Regions from separate parts of the Sus scrofa genome. Here region 2 is linked to region 1. The links are chromatin contacts, called in public HiChIP or PLAC-seq maps. All regions are on one chromosome and are shown on one strand. Each heading gives the region's core, a stretch centred on a gene start, on an enhancer-like site or on the middle of the called end of the contact. The rest is flanking DNA. Distances are from core to core; before and after follow the strand shown.

Region 1 (4,117 bases), core at 730-3,229:
AAGCAAGAAAAAGCTCAGCACACAGTGTGTATGGATTGCAGTAGCTACAGTACATATTGGTAAGTATTAATATTTTCTGAAAATGATATACCTTTATTATGTGGGTGCCAAGTGTTTTCTCATCTTCCTCGTTCTTTCCCCTCCCCCCAGTCTCTGAACCAGTTGGGACTTGCCGTTTCTGCTTTTTAGTCCTGTTAGGATTTACAGAGGACTGGGGCCATCAGGAATGTCTGTCCTTATTCATTTAGATTTAACTTTGCATTGCCCTTTCAACCTCTAGGCCTCTGTTTCTTTCCCATCCCAGTAAGCTTCAGGAAATGAAAAATAACTATTTGTTGTTGTTCATTACAGTTCTTTTTCTTTTCTTGCTTTCTTTTTAATTGAAGAATAATATGATAAAAACTCAAGTGTCCCCCTCCCCAATAAAAACACATGTTCCTACTGTCCCGTTAACATTTTGTTATATAATCTTAAAATGTTAACTTCTCTGTTTAAAAAATTATTTTGGCAGTCTACCCTGTTTCAGCACAGTTCCACTATCCTCTTCTGTAGATAAATGTCAGGAATTTTGTATGTAGCCTTTTAGGCTAATTTTTTTAAAAATATCACATTCTTTAAAAGGATACTGGAGACCCTGTTCTCTCTTGGTAATATAATACTCATATTTGTATCATAAATAACAATGAAGTATTTTTCTTAGTAGATCAGGTTATTTAGTATTAATAAGGTTACAGTTGATATTCAATAAATCTGTATTCATTTGATATGCTCAAAAAGTTTATTTTATAGTTTTAACTTTATTATGAAGTAAATTGCTTTCCTTGACCAGTAAATTAGGGATAAGTCTTTATTGTTTTAGTCATTGTACTGAATTCAGAAGGTTTTTGAAATTGAGAGGAAAAAAAAAAACAACCCAAGACATTGAAAAGATCCCCCCTTTTTTGGCGGGGAAGCATATAGCCCCTGAATGTCAAGGTAGTACTGAGCAAGGGTGGGGATTTAAAATCCAGCTATCCCTTTCGATTAATGCTTTCTGCTGAAATTGTGTGCTAATCCTTTCTACATCGTCCTTAGTTGATGATTGTATTATAGAAAGGTGTTCATCAAAAGGAAGGGAAAAAGTCAGTGGCTTCCCAAGTTTACACTTTTACAGGTTGACACCATTACATTGTGGTTGTTGAATAAAACATTGTAAGGTTTAGTCATCCAGATCACTACTATGTCAGTGATCCTTTGTGTAGAAGATGTCCAGATGTGGAAGAGACAACCTAGAGGTAGATGAAGATGTCAGTAAAAGTGAAAATCTCCCCAGGATTTTTTTTTTTTTTTGTCTGTTTTTTGTTGTTGTTGTTTGTTGTTGTTGTTATTGCTATCTCTTGGGCCGCTTCCGCGGCATATGGAGGTTCCCAGGCTAGGGGTTGAATTGGAGCTGTAGCTACCGGCCTACGCCAGAGCCACAGCAACGCGGGATCCGAGCCGAGTCTGCAACCTACACCACAGCTCACGGCAACGCCAGATCGTTAACCCACTGAGCAAGGGCAGGGACCAACCCGCGACCTCATGGTTCATAGTCGGATTCGTTAACCACTGCGCCACGACGGGAACTCCTCCCCAGGATTTTTATACAAGACTTAGTGTTCAGTTTATTGCTATTTGCTCTTATAAATTACTCCTTCCTACAAAAGCTGTGTTAGCCAAGCTGTTAAAGTGTTTGCTTTAGTTTTTCCCCCTTTCCCTCAGGACACTTATATACTAGAATGACATAGCTACCTAATTGACAGAATCACGTGTTTCTATAAGATTGTAAGTATTTCTCTTTAGACAGCAGAAATTAAGATCATTCTTGAGGTATCTGTCTCATAACAGTCATTATAGGTCATGTCAACGTGTACGTACCAGATGTTTAAAACATGCTTCTTGATTTTCAGTTAGCAATGTGCGTGAAATACATAATGGGGAAGTTTGGCAATACAACTAAATCCTGTGGCAGTGGGGTTTTTTTGCTGTTGGTAAGATTATGAGGAAATAGTAACTCTTTGAGGAGAGTTAAGGGATTATGTTGCAATTTTCTTAATGGAATGGAATTATATTTGTAGGTCTCTTTAAAAATATAGATTATATACTTTAATTACTTTGTAATTGCATTTTGGAGGAATACCTTTATTAATTAGCATTAGAATTTAATTTGTTTTATATTGGTATAGTGTGTTAAAGTACAAGTTGTTTCATGGGTGAATTGGAATTAAATGGCAAATCTTGAACCTTGGGGAATATACGCCATGGCAGGGGCTTCTTGGATAATTGCCAGTCTTTTGTGTGAAGTTATACAGAGCTGTCTGTGTGGACACCCAGAGCTTCTGAAATGCAGGAAGGGAGCTGCAGCTGGTCACATAACCATCTCATTTGTGGCTTTAGAAGAAAATGCCAGAGAATTACCCTGTAGCATTATACTGACAGCCTAAAGGGAATCTGCAATAGTAGTAAACTGATGAAGCTGTAGTTTAAATTAACATTTTGCCTACACTTCACTATAATTAAGAGACAAACAAAAAAGGTTTTCTTCTGTATGGTGCGTGCGGGCATGTGTTTTTTCCCAGTGCACCTTAGTAGTTTCGCTTCACCTTGTAAATTTTCCTTGTACAGAAATTTCTTGTGGTTAGACTGAATGGTTTGCTTCAGAGGTAGAATACTGGTGTATTAGATTTAATTTGATTATTAATTACTATGCTATAGTAAAAATATTTCGACTGTAGCTAATGTTAAAGTTCCTTTTCCATGTGCTCTGTGCTCTGAAGAAGTTGAAGCTTGTTCTGAGGCTTAGGGTTTTTCTATCCTTATTTTCCCTTTTCCAAGAGTCCCTGCCCTGTCTGATCTTTGCGTATCCTTTATGAAGCTGTCTGCACTCCCTTCTCAGCTCCAATTGTAGCTGAATATAATCTCTCCTAAACTCATAGTTCTTAGGATACTTGTAATTTCCTGCTGCACATTAGTTATTTGTAAATGTCCTTGGGGACTGCAGGAAACATATGTCAAATCTTTGCATCATGCAGAGCAGGCAGTAGATGTTTGAAAGATTGAATTTTGTTAACTATCTTCCAAAACGGGGAAGGTTATACCAAATCTACATTGCTGTGCTCTCCTGATCCTCTTGGAGGACTGAAGAGCTGCAGAACGTTTTTCTTGAAGAAGATTCAAATTACAGCGTATGTGAGCTATTCCATTTATTTCCCGAGAGGAACACCCTTGCAGAGCAGCTCCCTTTACTTCTGATATAAACTAGGTGTCTAGAGGAAGCAGAGATTAACCAAGCAGAACAATGTAAAACTGGGTCGTGATTTCAAAAGAGGGAAAGCAACATCAAAAGGAATAATTTTGTTTTGAAACAAACCCACTCCTTTAGGAGACAAATGAAGATTTTAATAAAAGTGAAAATCTCAAGATTTTCGCACAAGGGCAAGTGTTCACATCAGTTGTATGTTCGGTAATATTTTTTTTCCTCCCACCCCAAATTTCCTCCCTCAGTCAATACAAATAGAATTATTCATAGCATACATTATTATATTCAAAAGAAAGAAAGATTAAAATTGAGAAGAAGCAAAGATTAAAATGAGGAACTTTTATTTGACTTCTTATGTAGATAGACATTTGGAGTTAATAGATTTAAAATACTGAACAAATAATTTCTGGCATCTGACATAGTCTCATCAACTCATCAACAGTAGCTAAATTTCTAAGAATTCAAAATATGAAAGAAATATTAAAACTAAATTACAACAATTTTTGCTTCCTTGGCAGGGTAATGTTTTAAAGCCCTCTTTTCATACAAAGGAATATTATGAAATCTGCATCAATTCATATGTATGGAAAAAGGACTTGTATTTTAGATTCTAAGCACCTATAAAAATAGTTTTTATTTTTTGGCTGCACGCATGCATGTGGAAGTTCCTGAGGCAGGGATCAAACCCACGCCATAGCAGTGACCTGAGCTGCTACAGTGACAATGCCGATCCTTAACCTGCTGAGCCGCAAGAACTCCAAAAGTAGAGTTTTAATTAGAACTAATAAAAATAAAGCTTTTATTTGTGGGGTTAAAGTGATACTGAATCATTTTCAAAGG
Region 2 (4,117 bases), core at 1,206-3,705, 66 kb before region 1:
CAGGAGGAAAGGCCTTTCACTCAGTGGCCAGATGTGTAAAAGAGTAGGGCACGAGCAGGCAGGAGTTAGGTGCGGCTGAGGCACTGGCCGTGGGTAGTGCAGCTGGACATTCAGGCTGTGGCCAATCTGCAAAAGATCTTGAATGCCCTGCCAAGGCATTGGAACTTTATCCTATGAGCAGGGAGTGGGCAGTGGGTGGTAAGGTCTATGTTGGACACAGCAAGGAGGACAATTGGAGAAGAGGAGGATGGGAGCCAGGCCACAGGTGACTAGAGCATGTTTAGCAGGTGAAAGGAGATGCCAAGGGCCTGAATGAATGCCTTTCAGCCTGAATGAGATGGACGATTTTTACACCCCCACCCCCCACCCCATCCCTGGGGAAGCAAACCGGCACACTGTTTTGGTGCTCTGATTCCCGTTTGCTCTGCACTGCCAAGGCCACAGGACACCTGACTCTCCATCCCCGGCAGGCTTAGCAGGTGGAGCCCATGCAGACATGTACAGCCAGGGCTGAAGGACCCCTTGCCGTGTCACTGCAAAAGTCCTTTGCTAAGTTCAGAAAACCACCTCCATTCCCTGTCCCCGCCAACATGGTTTCTTCCCGTCCCATCAGGGCCTGATTTCCCAAGATTCCATTGTGTTCCCCACGCGGCTGCCATGTTTCTACCCCAGGAGGCCAAAGGCCTGGCCACAAATTTGGTTGCTTTTGTTGCATAACAGTTGAGCATTTTCAAATCAAATTGAGCCAACCCATTCATTCACCACTGGACAAATATTTGCCTGGTGCTCCCGTGTGCTTAAGGGACTTATCTAAGAGGAAAGGGGAAGTGGGTAGGGCGGGAAAATGTCTGGGTTATATTGTAATGAGAGTAGTGTTTCTCCCTGGGGCTTCATTTGGTATATCCAAATTAGATAGGGATTTGTTTCTCATCAAATTTGAAAGGAATTTTTATCTTGAAGCTTAATGCGGATGCCGCCAGGAGCATTCTGAGCAGCATGTTAAACACTCATGGAGCAAGACGGTCCCCTTGTGATGGTCTGATGATTGTCTTGAGACACAGCTCCAGTTGTCACTCACCCAGGGACCTCTTTGCAGCCAGGGTGGTTGTAAGGATAGTGGTGCTGGTGGTGGCGAGCAGCGACTATGTGCCAGGCACTCTGCTAAATGCTTTCTGCACATTCTCTCTAAACCTAACCACTTAATCCTGCAAGGTAGATATTTTATGCTTAAGAAAATCAGGGTTCAGAGAGCCTAATGGATTTGTCCAAGGCCCCAGAGCTACTTAGGGACAGGGCCAGGGCATGAACTCAGACCTTCTTGTCTCTAAAGGTTATGACTGGTTCACTGTCATGCCGCCTCTCACTACTTGAAAATGGGAAGGAAATTTCAGATAAATGAATAAAAGCCTCCCCCAAAGTGAAGGTCCTCAAACTTTGGCGAGAATCAGCATCACTCATAGGGCTTATTATAATACAGGAGTTCCCATTGTGGCTCAGCAGGTTAAAAATCCAACTAGTATCCAGGATGATTTGGGTTTGATCCCTGGCCTTGCTAAGTGGGTTAAGGATCTGGCATTGCCATGAGCTGTGGTGTAGGTTGCAGACGAGGCTCGGATCTGGCGTTGCTATGGCTCTGGCATAGGCTGGCAGCTGCAGCTCCAATTCAGCCCCTAGCCTGAGAACTTCCATATGCCCTAAACAACAACAAAAAAAGAATACAGATGGCTGGGTCTGTATTGAGGTATCCAATGTGGAGCCCGCTGATCTAAAATGATACCAAACCCAGCTGATTCTGCAGCCGCTGGTCCTGGGCTCTCAGAACCACTGCCCTCAAGGAGAACAGTGAGCTGGCTCTACTGGCTCCCCCAGCCCCATATTTCTGTTCAGTTTGGCAGCTCCCAAATCTCCCCATTTTGCCCTTCTGGAGAGGAAGGCTGAGGCCAGAGCCACCTCCCTTCTTTCTTCTGTCTCCATGGGAGTCTGTGTTAGGCTGCAGGAGCGCAGCATGTCCCTGGCTAAGCCCTTTCTTTCCAGATGCATGCAGACTCACCTAGTCTCAGGCCACTGCCCTCTCTAAGCCCCACAGTCATGCCCAGGCCTCAGGGCTTTTGCTCACTCATCACCTCCCTGAGGACTGATCCTGCTCTCATTTCCTCGGTCAAGTGTGGTGTGTGAGCTGTCATTGCCCACAGCACCCAAGGAGTGGGAGGTCAGTTCCAGGGAATGTGGGACACAGAGGTTGTCCCGGTCACCTGAGATCTTTGTTCCTCTGGGAAGCTAAACTTGCTAGCAGCTTGGTCACCTTTCCAAGTTATAGTTTAACATGGGAACATGTGTTTCAAAGGCTCATGGACTTTCAGGCTTGGAAGAGACTTAGCTGAAAGAAGGAAAGGGAGGAAACACTGAGACTCTGCATTGTATCAGCATAAGGCCAGAGGCTTAGTATGTGTCATAGTATTTACTCTTCACAGTCACCCTATGAGTTAGGGTGTGTGTGTGTGTGTGTATCCCCTTGCACAGTTGAGAAAACTGAGATTCTAAGAAGTTCAGCAGCTGGTCATGATCACACAGCTAGTTAGTAGCTGAGCCACTATCTAACCCCAGGTCTACCCCTGCTCTTTCCACCACTACTGGCCCAGCAGTTCACAATACCAATTTGTGTGTAACTATGGGATGAATGTATTGAGCTTTGAGCCACACATGAGGCCCCAAAGCCTGGCTTACTAAGATAAACCCTGAGTCACTCATGCACGGATCATTGCTGGGGAAGCTGCTAGGAGGTGGTGGAAGTGCTGAGGAAGGAGGAAGGCCATGGTCAAGTGCTGGGTCAGCAGGTGGGAGGTGCCAGGAGTCCAGAAGAGTTGATAGCAGGAGCTCCTGGAAACAGGTGAATGTGATCACAGGAGTTTCAGAGAACAAAGCAGCAGACAGCTAGGGGCCTCAGCTAGGGAGAGCTAACTGCTGCGCTGCTCTTCAGAGCCAGGTGCCAGCCTTCCTGGCCAGGCTGTGGGCCTGTGTTAAGGCAGCTCTCCTGCCTGGCACATCCATCAAATGGCTTATTCTTTGCCCACCATTGTGTGGTATTGAGGCTACACTTTTTCTTTTTTAAATAAATCATCCTTGTCATGCAAAGAGCTCACAGTTTGGGAACAGGTACAAGGAACTAATGATAAATATTATTTTTAATATGGTGCTTTGTAGCTTAGAGCACCTGTCCACATACATACGTGATATCTAGGGAACCTCACAAGGACACCCTCTCAGGGGAGAGAGGAAGGGTGCTGTGCTAATCATTCTGCCCTCCCACACCCAAGGTTTCATAGACCCTTGGCACACCCCATGGGGCACACAGAAGAAGGAGTCCTGACCAGTGCTCAGATACCAGAAGTACAAGGTTGAGCTGGGCTTGGAGGGATGGGTAGGAGTTCTTGACACAGAAAAGAGGAAGAGGGGGTTATTGCACTACCATTCTTAAACTGTGATTTCAGTGTTGTGGGCAATTTTAGCCTTAGCTGCCAGGAGGGAGGCTTGAGATGGGCCTCTAGGCTCTTCCATTCTGGTCTGAAAAATTCCAGCTCTTTCTTTCTTTTTTTTTTTTTTTTTTGTTTGTTTGCCTTTTTAGCGCACCCGAGGCACATGGAGGTTCCCAGGCTAGGGATCCAATCAGAGCTGTAGCTGCCAGCCTACACCACAGCCACAGCAATGCCACATCCAAGCCGAGTCTGCCACCTACCCCACAGCCCATGGCAACACCGGATCCTTAGCCCACTGAGCGAGGCCAAGGATCGAAACCATGTCCTCATGGATACTAGTCGTTAACCACTGAGCCTCAACAGGAACTCCAAGCCCCAGCTCTTTTACATCTGTCTCCCTGTGACAGCTCCCTTCAGAAGAGCCAGAAGTTCTAAAGTGCTGGCAGGCAAGCATCTCAGGGGCTGGTGGGTGTGCTTTCTGCTGATGAGGGCTGGCTTGGGCACAAAAATGAAGATCAATTTTTTTCTCTCCCCCTTTCCGCCATCCTTTTTTCCTCAAGAACTATCTTCTTAGAGTCTATCATATCATGACTGTGACAGACCAGGGACAAGTGAGGGAGGAGCCATCAACCATGCCTGTCATC

What was found. HiChIP or PLAC-seq counts read pairs in DNA pulled down with a chosen protein or histone mark.
Region 2: an H3K27ac HiChIP or PLAC-seq map of alveolar macrophages shows a contact between it and region 1. The contact joins two enhancer-like sites. A contact is called at or near these places in 6 of 47 Hi-C or Micro-C datasets (alveolar macrophages, blood, embryonic fibroblasts and 2 more) and 1 of 2 datasets of contacts at active chromatin or transcription factors (alveolar macrophages).

The regions. Positions count from the first base shown.
Region 1 is chr1:108,478,558-108,482,674 of Sscrofa11.1, reverse strand. It overlaps USP3 (ubiquitin carboxyl-terminal hydrolase 3), which reads left to right. Exons shown (of 16, transcript XM_021094102.1): 4 at 1-59. The coding sequence starts at 31. Among named protein-coding and RNA genes, the nearest start is that of USP3, 35 kb to the left of the region's middle. Within about 2 kb of position 1,979, at least 3 of the 83 cell types and tissues checked have an H3K27ac peak or open chromatin away from gene starts, as enhancers often do. A contact at or near this core is called in alveolar macrophages, where this site is marked.
Region 2 is chr1:108,544,654-108,548,770 of Sscrofa11.1, reverse strand. No RefSeq gene overlaps it. Among named protein-coding and RNA genes, the nearest start is that of USP3, 31 kb to the right of the region's middle. Within about 2 kb of position 2,455, at least 14 of the 83 cell types and tissues checked have an H3K27ac peak or open chromatin away from gene starts, as enhancers often do. A contact at or near this core is called in alveolar macrophages, where this site is marked.